Regions from separate parts of the Oryctolagus cuniculus genome. Here all the other regions are linked to region 3. The links are chromatin contacts, called in public Hi-C maps. All regions are on one chromosome and are shown on one strand. The core of a region is the stretch at or near the end of the contact, and the rest is flanking DNA. Distances in the headings are between cores, read along the strand shown.

Evidence for each region. A called contact is a pair of places that touch in the nucleus more often than the background predicts.
Region 1: a Hi-C map of an unstated tissue shows a contact between it and region 3, with 2.2 times the contacts expected there. The contact joins two enhancer-like sites. A contact is called at or near these places in 2 of 6 Hi-C or Micro-C datasets (embryonic fibroblasts and an unstated tissue).
Region 2: a Hi-C map of skin fibroblasts shows a contact between it and region 3, with 2.7 times the contacts expected there. The contact joins two enhancer-like sites. A contact is called at or near these places in 3 of 6 Hi-C or Micro-C datasets (ear pinna, skin fibroblasts and an unstated tissue).

Annotation. Positions count from the first base shown.
Region 1 is chr2:194,247,795-194,252,112 of mOryCun1.1, forward strand. No RefSeq gene overlaps it. Among named protein-coding and RNA genes, the nearest start is that of TRNAK-CUU, 200 kb to the right of the region's middle. Within about 2 kb of position 3,032, at least 1 of the 8 cell types and tissues checked has an H3K27ac peak or open chromatin away from gene starts, as enhancers often do.
Region 2 is chr2:194,302,678-194,306,951 of mOryCun1.1, forward strand. No RefSeq gene overlaps it. Among named protein-coding and RNA genes, the nearest start is that of TRNAK-CUU, 140 kb to the right of the region's middle. Within about 2 kb of position 1,719, at least 2 of the 8 cell types and tissues checked have an H3K27ac peak or open chromatin away from gene starts, as enhancers often do.
Region 3 is chr2:194,437,257-194,441,294 of mOryCun1.1, forward strand. No RefSeq gene overlaps it. Among named protein-coding and RNA genes, the nearest start is that of TRNAK-CUU, 6.5 kb to the right of the region's middle. Within about 2 kb of position 2,430, at least 1 of the 8 cell types and tissues checked has an H3K27ac peak or open chromatin away from gene starts, as enhancers often do.

The DNA.
Region 1 (4,318 bases), core at 1,782-4,281, 190 kb before region 3:
AATTCATGCTCAGGGCTTGCCGAACCTCCAGGGCTCTGCCCTGGCCTTTCCTGCCTTCTCTCGCTTCCTTCAAGACACCACTCAGGGGCCGGCGCCGCGGTTCACTAGGCTAATCCTCCGCCTTGCAGCACCAGCACACCGGGTTCTAGTCCCATTCGGGGCGCCGGATTCTGTCCCGGTTGCCCCTCTTCCAGGCCAGCTCTCTGCTATGGCCCAGGAGTGCAATGGAGGATGGCCCAAGTCCTTGGGCCCTGCACCCGCATGGGAAACCAGGATAAGTACCTGGCTCCTGGCTTCGGATCAGCCGGCCACGGCGGCCATTGCAGGGTGAACCAACGGCAAAGGAAGACCTTTCTTTCTGTCTCTCTCTCTCACTGTCCACTCTGCCTGTCCAAAAAAAAAAAAAAAAAAAGACACACCACTCAGAATTATCTTAACAACAAGCCCTTCTCTGATCATCTATTAAAAAAAAAAATACACCTAAGTAAACTTATGGCGTTTCCTTGTACTCCAGAGTTCATGTCACATAATTTTTTAAAACATTTTATTCATTTGGAAGCATTACAGAGAATCTTTCATCCTCTGGTTCACTCCACAAATGGCTGCAATGGCCAAGGCCGGGCCAAATGGAAGCCAAGAGCCAGGAGCCAGGAACCTCTTCTGGGTCTCCCACAAGAGTGCAGGGACCCCAGCATCTAGGTCATCTTCCCTTTGCTGTCTCAGGCCATTAGCAGGGAGCTGGATCGGAAGTGGAGCAGCTGGGACTCGAACTTGCATCCATATGGGATGCCGGCACTGGAGGTGACGGCTTTACCAGCTACACCACAGCACTGGCCCAGCAACTTTATTTTTAAGTAAATACAGTATTAGCCCCTTGTGGACAGAATGTTCCATGTTCCTCACTGCTGTTTCTGCTACACCCAGAGCAGCCACTGAACTCCGTGAATTTATTGAATAAATGAATTGAACACAAGATTCATCAGTACTAGTGGCTTGTAGACTGTCTTGAAGTTCCTATAAAATGTTTTATAGGTATAATGACAACTTTACCTATTAAATCTTAATAGCTTTCTTTTTTTCTTCTCATATTGCAATGGTTATGATCTTCGGTACTAATCTGAAGATTTTTAAGCATGAAAGAAAGCTGAATTTTCTCCTTATGTGTCTGCATCTATGGAAATGATGACTTTTCTTTAATTCCTGGAGTTTCTGCTGTTTCACCATCCTGAGAGCTTGGGAAGCCCGAGGACCTCTGATCCGCGCCAGGGTGTGGAGCACGTCAGGCACAGAGCAGCCTCGGGCTGAAGTGAGGCCTGAGCTCACCCCAGAGATCAGAGCTTTCCCCCGCACAGGCTCCCCCGACGGTGGTGGTGTTTCTGCTTCACCAGGCGGTCGACGCCTTTAGGAGCCAGATGGACATCGGAGCTGAAGAGCAGGCGGGAGGTGGCGCTGAGCCCACAGCAGGTGTCGCCTCAGTGCAAGGAGCCAGGGAGAACTGGGAGCCGCACCCGTAGTATCAGATACCTGTCCAGAGGAGGTGCAAAACAGCGACTTTAAGTGCTTCCGATTAATCCAAACGTGTAAAAGAAAACATGTGAGGTCCAGATGACACAGCTGTGTAGGCCAGGTGAGGAGCAGGAGCGAGACCTCAGCGTGCTGGCCTGTTTCCTTTTCCGTGTTGATCAGGCAAGGTCAGTTTCTTTCCCTCAGCTTTCTCGGTTGTAAATTATGGGTGATAATCCTTTCCCTGGATTGTGGGGAGCAGACAAGTCTCCTAAGCATTAAAGCAATACGGAAATCAAAGGAATTCACTGTGATTCCCAACCCGGGACTGTTAGACCAGACCAGAGGGAACGTGGGGGGCTGGGGAGGGGGCAACTCAGCACATGTTGAGCGGCCATTGTGAAAGCCACCCCTGAACCACCCCCAAACAAGTAGCCCTGCAAGTATAGGGACTCCAGTGTGCTCTTCTCTCCCTGTTAACCACTAAGGCCAGAATCTGTTAGGGGAGGGGCAACTTAGCACATAACCCCTTAAAGGAAGCAACTGTAAGAGTAGTTCATGAACCAGCCCCAAACAAGCAGCGGCCCGCAGCACGGGTATCCCTCCCTGATGCCAGTATGCCAGGATCTCTTAGGGACCGTTACAAGATGGAGGCGTTAACCACCCCCTGGTCCTTAGAGCTCAGAGCGGGGGTGGGGGGGGGAGAGCAGTTCATTTCCTTTCAGCCCCTGTACCTTAAGCCCCAAGGATGAAGGGTGCCTGGTCCCGTCCTCGGGGGTTTCTGGTCTCAGGCTGGCAATGGGACATCTAAGAGGCCGCCTAGAGGCAGCAGTCAGGACCCTCCCAGGACCCTGCACATGGGCAGGACTGAGTGGGAGTTAGGCCCCAGGGCACCTGGAGAAGCCCCAGGAAGTGTCAATCATCCATAAACTCAGGCAGACACACAGGGCGAACGGTGAAACACCAGGACTCTCCTGCGAGGCTGGGCCACGGGCTGGGCCAGCCTGGCCGTGCACCCCTTGGCGGGCAGAGAGAGGGGCAGGGGCAGCAGGAGGTGCCCTGCGAGGTGCAATGCAGAAGGGGCACTGGGTGAACGAAGGCACCCACTGTCAGTGCCCCGGGGGTGAGCAGGGGGAAGACGGGTTCCTACAGAGTCATCCTCATCCGGCAAGGCCTGGACAGAACTGGACCCACCAGGGACGTCCAGGAAGAGGGGTCACCATCCTCTGGACCAGCGACCAGCCTCATTGTCCAGACAGACTGCTTCTGCAGGCTTCGGGCCCCCTGCACCCCTCAGGGCACGCTCAGGGGACGCTGCGGGCAGGGGCTCACGAGGACGCCCGCCCAGCCCCCGCCGCCCCTGCGGAGACCGGAGCCCGGCGCGGCCCACACCTGCGGTGACGTCAGCCGGCCTCACCTGCGCGCCGGCGGAAGCGCTGGGGGCCGGCGCGGGGGGCGCATCTGCGCGCGCCACAAACGAGCCCTTCTCCGGCGGCGCGCGGGCCCTGATTAGCATGCAGGGCGGCGCGGGAGGGCGCGGCGCGCAGCTGGACGGCGGCTCGGCGCGGGCCTCGCAAGGCGCCGCTCGCACAGCTGGAGGGAAGCGCGCCCCGCGGCCCCGGCCCGGGCGGAAGCGGCCGCTCACCCAGCTGTCGGGCGCTTGCAATGCACAAAGCCCCGGCCCCGTGCAGGAAACGCGGGTGGCCGGGTCTGGGGGGGAGCTTTCAATAAGTCTTTCAGAGGCCCGCAAAAAAAAAAAAAAAAAAAAAAAAAAAAAAACCGGTTCCGGAGAGGCCGCAGCCCGGGAGGCTGGAAGCCGGCCGGGCAGGACCGCGGAGAGCCCGCACCCAGGAGCCTGGACTGAGCCCGCAGGCCCAGCGCCCCCACCCCCGTCTTTGGGGGCAGCCTCCCTCGCCCCCCACTGCACGTGTCCGTCTCTCTGCTCCCGGAAGGCAGCCCAGGGCCCCACGCAGAATTAGGGGTCCTACTGCTCTTTCAGGTGGCCTTTGACAAACCTGGGTTCAGGTCCCATCGCTGGACACCTGTGCGTCAGTGACCTGGCACTGTCCATGGAATGGTGGTTCCCAGGTCCCCCTGTAGACAGCAGGTGAAAGGCAAGAGCAGGGTGAGGGGGAATTCTGGACTCGGGATTCCTGGTGCCTGAGAGCCCGGGACTCAGCGCAGGATGGACTCGCGGCGCTCCAGGAGGAAAGAGCCAGGCGCTGGAGCTGGAGTAGGGCCTGCCGGGGCTCCTGTGGGCGGCCTCCTGCACTGAATTGCCCAGGTGCAGTCCATGGTCCTCGCTGCCTGCACCAGGGGGCCGCGTCCAAGCCTGCCATTTCTGATGCCACACTCCCTTTGGACCTGCTTGGTGTGTTTTTCTTCCTTCTGTTCCTAGATGACGTCTTTAGCAGCCCTCGGGACACTGGGGGAGAGGGAGCGTTTTAAAATAAATAGCGATCAATAATAGCGGTTTTCTTAATCAGAACATCAACATAGCGGTAAACTCATGTCCAGCCCTGTGTGGACCACACCCGGACAGCAGGCTCGAGGTGAGGCCTCCCCTTGCCTGGACCGACGCTCTGGTTGGCTCCTTCTGCCTTTCTCTGTGTGGAGCTGCCTTCTCTCTCCCATGCTGCTGCCTGCAAAATGCGATCAAGGGCTGGGACACAAGGGACGTGTCATCCCGGGCTTTTGTCCACGCACCGTGGCCCCGCAGAGGCCCGGGGCTGGCCCTCCTGCTCCTGGGGCCCTCATTCCCTCTGCTCGTTTCCGAGCCCGGCAACTGCAGCTCTCTTGGTGCAGGATCACGGCA
Region 2 (4,274 bases), core at 469-2,968, 140 kb before region 3:
CCCTCCTGTTGCCTTTGTCATTTGAAAGCATATTTTATAGTTGAAACCATAGCCAGCACTGGGGCAGCACAGGATTCTGGGGGCCTCCTGGCCCTTCAGGTGTTAGCTTCTCGGTGGTGGTGATAAGAACCCAGGCAGCTGTGCACGTGCACACACGCGCACACAGGAGCACACATGAGCACACACACACAGAGTTTCACAGCCATGGTGGCAGCAGGAAGATCTACAAAGCAGGTGGGAGCAGACAGAGAGCTGAAGAGGTGTTCTGGGAGCCAGGATGTGAGGAAGATCTTCACCGGCCCCAGTGTAGCCCGGGAAGGGCACAAAGATAACCAGTGAGTCCTGTGCAGCATCACATCGGGCAAGTGAAGGGAGCAAATGGGATACAGAGTTGGGTTTGCAAACCAGGCAGGTTGTGGCTGCAGATGGCACCAAAAGAATGGGAGCCACAAACAACAGCACGGTGCTGGTGCTATTCCGTTTGAACACTGATGGAGTTTGCTTTCATTGCTATTCCCTGCTGGGACTCCAGCTGTGCCAAGTTGAGGGGCAGACTCAGGGGAGGTGGCTGAGCCAGCAGCTGGCGACAGTGGACACATGCTATGTGGCCGGACGACAGTGGACACACGCTACGTGGCCGGGTGACAGTGGACACATGCTATGTGGCTGGGCGACAGTGGACACACGCTACATGGCCAGGTGACAGTGGACACACGCTACGTGGCCAGGTGACAGTGGACACACACTATGTGGCTGGGCGACAGTGGACACACGCTACGTGGCCAGACAACAGTGGACACACGCTACGTGGCCGGGTGACAGTGGACACACACTATGTGGCTGGGCGACAGTGGACACACGCTACGTGGCCGGGTGACAGTGGACACATGCTACGTGGCCAGGTGACAGTGGACACACGCTACGTGGCCAGGTGACAGTGGACACACACTACGTGGCCAGGTGACAGTGGACACACACTACGTGGCGGGGCCTGCATGAAACAGAGCAGGGTGCTCTCAGGGCTGCTGCGTGAGGGGCTCTGGGGACAGCTGTGAGGGCATGCGAGGGTTTCTTTCCCCCAAGGCCCCAGTGCTTTGAGCTGCAGGGAATGGACAGCTGGGCTGTGGGAGGTGCATCTCATCCCCTGGCCTGTGCTCACTCCAGAGCAGCTATAGGAGGTCAGCCTGGCATGGTTTCCACACTACCAGCCAAGGGCCAGCCCGTGGGCTGTGCACGGAGGACCAGATGCTGGGAGGAAGTACGGCTGCAGCAAGAGCCCATGTTTTCAAAACATTCCTCTGCGAAGATGGAGACTCCCGGGGAAATGCCAGCTCCCTCACCTGGAGTTCAGGAAGTGTGCCAGGCAGGAGGCACAGGGAGTGGAAGCTTTGGGGGCAAGCCTGAGCCTCCGGAGCCTTCGGGATCCCAGAGCCCCGCTGGGCTGTGGGGCTTTGCTGTCCGCATGGCCTGCAGCCCCTCCTCCTCTGCTTGGGGCTCCACAGAAGGCATCTCCCCCAACGGAGATGCGGGGCCTCCCCAGACAGCTTCAATGTCTTGTGTCTGGAGGACCAAGCTTGGTCTGGCTCACCGGCTGGGATGCCAACAAACGCGTGCTGGCCTCGGGCCCCTCCAGAAGTGCAGTCACCCACACGCTGTCCAAAGGTGGGAAACAACCCTCTCTGTGCCTGCGGACGAGGCTGTCGCTGGGCCGTGAGCTGAATTTCGCACGGAGCCCATGCGTCCGTGGGTGGCTAACACTTTCCTTCCGTGCTGTTTTCTGGATGCTCGCAGAATTCGTCTGAACATAGAATGCCAGATTTTCCCAATCTACTTTCCTGTAAGTAACAGAGCAGTAGTTTCCCTCCAGACTCGGAGGGGAACTGGGAGCTGTAGGCATGGTGAGCCCTAGGCAGGAACAAAGCCGAGAGCTGGGAAATGTAGCCACGAAATCCTGTCCTCCCTCTGATGATCCTGGACCGTCTCTGAGCCTCTGCCTTAGTACCTGCACCAACAGGAACAGAGATGCTGAAAGGGGAGACACACTGGTCGGGAAGCAGCGTCGCGGCTGGAACATGGGCTTGCTGGCTCCTAGCCTGGCAGCTGGGGCTCCAGACTGCCCCAAGCACTGAGCATGGAGGGCTCCCTGGTGACTGCCTCCCAAGAAAGGTTTCCAGGCACCACGATTAATCGCAAGTTGGCATGAGGCTGGGGGTTAGCACTGAGCCGTTAATGCTTTTGACATTTGTCCAGATTAAAGATAATCCATCGTTCCGCGTCTCAGAGATCTTCCTGGGGCTCCCAGTTCTCTCTCTCTCTTTGGGTTGTGCTCTCCCTGTTGCTGGACACACGTTGTTTTGGCCAAAGCAGAGCTCAGCAAATAAGACAGTGGGAGCACCTGGACGTGACGGGCAGCTTCTCTCCGGGCTGTCTCTCTCTTCCTTCTGCTCCTCCTCCTGTCTGCCCTTACTTTCCTCTTTCATTCTTCCTCTCTCTTCGTCTGTTGCAATCTTCTGAAACTCAGAACACTGCCCAGCAGGGACCCAGGTGTGCACACAGCAGCCTCCCTTTGATTCCCCGGGCGTTCAAAGAGTCTCTGAGTCTCTCCTTCTCCCAGAAACACTCCTGCGTAACAGGCTATGCCTCTCTGAAGGCACTGAAGGGCTCTTAGGCCACCTCAGATTGATTCAGATCTATTTATAACACAAGCCTGTGGAATGACAGTCTGTGGCAGGAGAGTCCCCACGGCAAAGCGGTCAGGTGAGCCACAGCAGAACACCTGCAAAGTGCCAGGCTCTGCTGGGTGTGCTCAGCTGACCACACCCCATGCTGGCACCACCGGAGAGCTGGTACCACTCTCGTCAGTTCCTAGGTGGGGACGCTGAGGCTCCCAGATCAGGTCACCTGCACAGTGACTGCACAGGTGCTGACTCCAAGCCAAGGAGGATTTCGGCCGTCACAGTTCTGGGTTGTCAGAGGCCATCAAACACGGTGCTAGGTCCTAGATCTACCCCGATTGCAAGGTACAAGCAATGGTTGTGTTTGCCCAAAGCCAAAGACCTCTCGTGCCTTTCACAGCACCCCTGTACTTAGACTAAAAATGGCAGACACTCAACAGGTCTGCGTGACACGGGTGTGAAGCTCCATGTGGACAAGGGAAGGCTCAGGGGATCTCCAGACCCCCCGCCTGCATCCAGGACTCTGCACCAGTGGGAAGGTGGACAGGGAAGCACGTTCAGGCTCTGTGCAGCTCACTTGCTTACATCTTGACCATCTTTGGATGGTCACCAGAGAGGAACCCTCATGAGTGGGGCTGTAGATCATGCAGGCCCCAGGAGTGGGTCACAGTAGGGCTTCTTGTTCTGACACACACTGTGCCCATGACCAGTCTTCCACTGAGGAATCTGAGAGCTGGATCTGGGTCCCTCACTGGCCCGAGGTCACAGCTAGGACTTCTGAACTTCTGAGCAGAAATGGACATGGACAGGGAGGACTGAAAGCAGAGTGACAAGCGTGCAAGGACAAGACGCACCCATGGGCACGGCGGCAGCCCTGACTCTTCCTGGTTCCAGAGCCCGGGTCTCACCGTAAAAGCTGCAGAGGGCGCCAAAGAACCAAAGCCACAGTGGGGCGGGCAGGGCCAGTGGCTCAGCTGGCTGAGTTGGAAGTGCAGTCAGGCACGTGGGTGGGGGATAGATTAGAATGCTTTCCTATGGAGATGGAGGCTGGGGGTGGAGTCTCCTGGGAGTAAGGAGGCCACCGGCCAGCTCACAATCTGCAGGATTTATCCTGCCCCTGGGGAGCCTGCAAATCTAGAGGCACCTCCTGAAGGCACTGGGACAGCTGTCTGAGCTCCTCCTCCTTTACCCATCACCGGGAGGGGGAGGCTCATCCCAGCTCCAGGGGGCAGCTTGCATTGCATCCTCCTCAGAGCCTGCCCCATCAAAGTGCACAGTCCTCTAAGGCTGGAGCTGGGCCCCAAACTCTCACTGTCCAGCTTCAGTGTCCTGCGCTGGCCTTCAGCCGTTTATCTCAAGGTCACCCTGAGCTATGCAGAGCCCAGGGAAGCCTTACTCAACACCCCGTCTTCTCGGCAGTGCATCAGTGCATCCCACTTCCTCTGCCGTGGTTGAGCAAATATGCACCAAATTCAGGGTGCTGGGTGGTCATCCATTCCCTTCCTTCCCTGAGTCCGGTCTCCCCACTCACTCCTTTCCTTTCTTTCCCTAATCTTCTTTTATTACAAACGTTGTATATGCTAGTTGTATACCTGGTAC
Region 3 (4,038 bases), core at 1,180-3,679:
TAAAAACAAGAAGCTACAATACCTTGCTTTCATTCTACAAATTACTCACAAATGTGTTGTCTGGGCAGGAAAGTTTTTTGCTTGTGTTTTACCTGTACAGAGAAGCTCCTACCAGCTCTGAGGCACATTCGCAGGGCAGCAGAATGCACCAATGCCGTTGACTTTAAGGATAAATAAACACAAATTTTTTCTGCCTTTACCTACCTTTCCAATGCAACAAAGTAAGATGCTTGGAGTTATTTCATCCTAAGTCTTTCTGGACCCCTTCCCATAGCAGAAATGTGGTGTTGGTTAAAGAGAGCTGACACTTGCATTGGTCATACTTCTTTCAGGACTCGTTCGTGCATTTTCCTTACATTTCCCTGGTGCGTGTCCCCTCTGCTGGGCGAATTTGGCTGCCATGGGGAGCTTCAGCCAACACCAGGTCCAACAAGTGTCCCTTGGTTCAGAGCCTGGCAAACAGTCATTTTAAAATAAAGTCTAACGTTCAAGGTGGAGGATTTAGTTATGCTTTAGCTTCAACTTCCAGTTAAAATGAACAGCTTTGTAAATCCTATCTCTGGAAATCATTCGCCACCCATTCTGAGACCACTCGCATCTTCCGCGGCAAGAGAAAGCGTTTCTACAACGTATGTTTGATTCTCAAGTGGGAACAGTTCCTGCCACAGAACAAAGAAGCAAAAAATTCCAAGTTTAGGTAGACATCCTCCTGCCTAGAACTCCCTTTGTAAGCTTTATTCATCGAGAATTAGCTCATTTTAAGATGAAACCACCCTTTTTTCTGCATTTGGGGCTGAAATAAAATGCCATTAAAAAACAAAAAACCAACTGACAAATAACTCGTGAGAGTCTGCAGCCACCGAACGGAGTCTCCTGAAGACAGAAAGGCAGTGCTTGGCTTATTTTACTTTGGTGATGCTGTCTTAACTTTGGGGGAGGTTAAATTATTCTGAGAGCCATGAACCATCTACATATTTATTCTTTTTAAAGGTTCTGTGGTGTGTTAGCATCTGTATTGCCAGAAAACAAAATTTTCTTCAAAGTTATTCTTGGGCAGGCCTGGGATTCAACCCATATGTCTCACAGTCAGTCACAGCTCAGAGCTTCAATTTCTGACTTGTTCCAAACTTGTCTGCGGCGGTATTGGGTTCCGTGAATGCGTGGCGCCACCTATTGGTGAGGCCTCAGAAGCTCACGCTCCTGTATCAGGAGATGATTTGTTTGCAGTACTGCATAAAACATTATATTTCTGAGGGTTTTCAAAATTGTACAGTGCAAGGGTGAAAAAATATGACTTTCATTAAATTGTTTTTCTGCCATAACTTAAAAAGCATTATTCCTCCACCCAAGTCCTCAGACTGGCTGCATTAGCAGAAAAAGACAACAAAATTGGGATACATATTTTTAATCTAGTCTCCTCGCCTCCTCTTAATATGCTTCCTCCAGAATGTTTTTCTGAATATCTCTCGAAGAGATCAGATCCATGCCTGGAGACTAGCTCTGAAGACAGAGAAGACCACCAGGTCAGCCCAAAGGAAAATACCGACCCAACATTCAGCAGCAAAGCTTTGCCGTTGGCAAAGACAAGTGCGATTTAAAGACCCGAAACTCATTGTGGATGGACAGAGGAACTCATACCACATTGCCCTCCTGCAGGAAGCATTTTTCAAGAAAACATGCACGGCTTCTCTCAGCCTCGGCTCCCCCTGCTTCCCTGAATGCACGCTGGCCTTGCCCTATCTGCACCCCTTTGTACTCCCTGGTACTAAGTGACTGGAAGCCGGAAGCTGCCGGCAAGCTTGGTGTTCTGTCCCTTCCACCAAAATGACAGGGAACCAACTGAAACACGAGTGCTCTTTGCGTTGGCGCGTACGCCTTGACTCATATCTTCCCTTGTGTCTTCACAAAGGTGTTCGCATATGTCCAGGCTCATCAAAATGTATAAATTAAATATGTCTAGTTTGGTATATGTCCATATGCCCCAATAAAGCTATAAAATATCCAAGGCTGGATGGGAGAGAAAAATCACTTTTCCTGTTTCCATTGATCCATCTGCCCAAATGATGGCCATTTTTTTCCTTTTTTTTTTTTTTTTTTTTAATCCTCAGTATAACAAAGAGCATTTGGGCAGCTATTGGTGCTGAAACTCAGCAGTCAGCTCCCTTGTAAATTAGAAGCTGTGGTTGTAAAAACGGATTTGTATATCACCGGGAGTGGAGAGTGTGTCTGCCTTGTAAATTTAATTAAACAGCAGGTGCAAAAATCAGGTCATATGGCTTTGATGTGCCCCGTGCGAGGATGACAACTAGACAATGATTCTCATATGAAGAAATTTGCATACATTTGCATTGGATAGCAGAGAGCACTGGAGCTCTCACCCACTTTCATATTTTATTTCTAGGAAGTTGAATAAGATTTGAATGAGCGGTTTCTATTTAGACAGTGTGGAAAAATACAAGCAAAGGCGCAGCACTCATGCCGAAGACGAAAGGCTCAGCCTGCCGAGGCACACTTGGCAATGCAGTCGCCCTCCCTGAACAATGGAGGATGCCGGGGAAGCAAGAGGACAGAGTGAGAAGAGAAAAGAAGGGGCAGGGGCTGTGTCTCTGCCTCTTCCAGCCCTCCCTCGGCTAGCGTGACCTGGGTACAGATCTTCCTTTCAGGGGATCTATCCTGTTAGAGCCCAGATCATCCCCTTTCTCCTACAGTCAGGGCTATCGATTCTGAAATCATAAAGATTAGCAGATAGAGATGAGCATTCTACAAACATTTGTGTGTGTGTGTGTTTTTAATGTTTTCAAAAATGTATGTACCTGCATTATACAACGTACTTTAAAAAGTTCCTGAAAATTTGAATTAAAAAATCTGTTTGTTTTGATTAAAAAAATATTTGAAAGCCATGCGTCAGAAAGATCTTCAAGAAGTTCATGGACGATGGGTGTTATGAAACAACGATGCATGGTGTTAAAATGAAGTTGCTCCCAAATCGTGTGGATCTTTTACTTCCGTTTTCCGTGGGCTTTCAGAAGGCCCCTCGTCCATGTCTGGCCTGTGAATCAGCAGCAGGCCCCAGGTGCCAAGCAAAAGGGGAAAGTGGGTCCCCACAGTCTTGGCCCCCGTGACGCTCCTGGTCTGGGAGATCCAGACTCAGTGCAGCAGGCGCTCACAGGCACTGACCCTGATGCACACCACCAGGGAAAGAGCCTCTGCGTCCAGGCCAGTCACGTGCATGTGTGCTGATGAGTGACTGTCGGCCGGGGTGGGAGGGTTCTCCCGTTGAAGGGTTTGAAACGAGGCACGTAGGCATCATTCAGCATGCCATTGCCTGCCACGCATCCAGAGTGGGAAGAAAGGCTGGGCAGGTGTCCAACCGTCACACAGCAGGCCAAAGTGGGCCATTCACCCTCAGTGGTCCTCCCCTGAGGCCCCTCTTGAACCATCACAGGGCTGATAGCCTCCACCTACACCCCACACAGAATCGTTTACTGGACTCATCTCTCGGTGGCGGGGGTGATGTTTTCTGAACGTCCAACACAGAACATGTGCTTTCTGAGTGAATATCTAGACTGAGTCGGGGGAGCAGTGCCTGCAAGGTGTGGTCTGGTGCCAGCTGACTCAACACCCACCCACGGAGGCCCCTTCGACTCAGACCAGCCCTGCTTCTCAGAAGCGGGAAATGGCCCCATGCCCTCTGGGGTGCCGGCCTCTAAAGGGCATTTCCTTCCTGGCTCACCCCCTGCCATGTCCCCAGTTCCAGCACAGGCCCATGTGAAACATGGATCAGGGTCACACTTGTCTCCCTGAGTGGCTCTCCTATTTCACTGCAGTCCTGAGGACAAGTCGGGAACTACCTGTCATTCTGACCTCAGCAGCTTGTAAGAAACTCAACACCGGCCGGCGCCGCGGCTCAATAGGCTAATCCTCCGCCTAGCGGCGCCGGCACACTGGGTTCTAGTCCCGGTCGGGGCGCCGGATTCTGTCCCGGTTGCCCCTCTTCCAGGCCAGCCCTCTGCTGTGGCCAGGGAGTGCAGTGGAGGA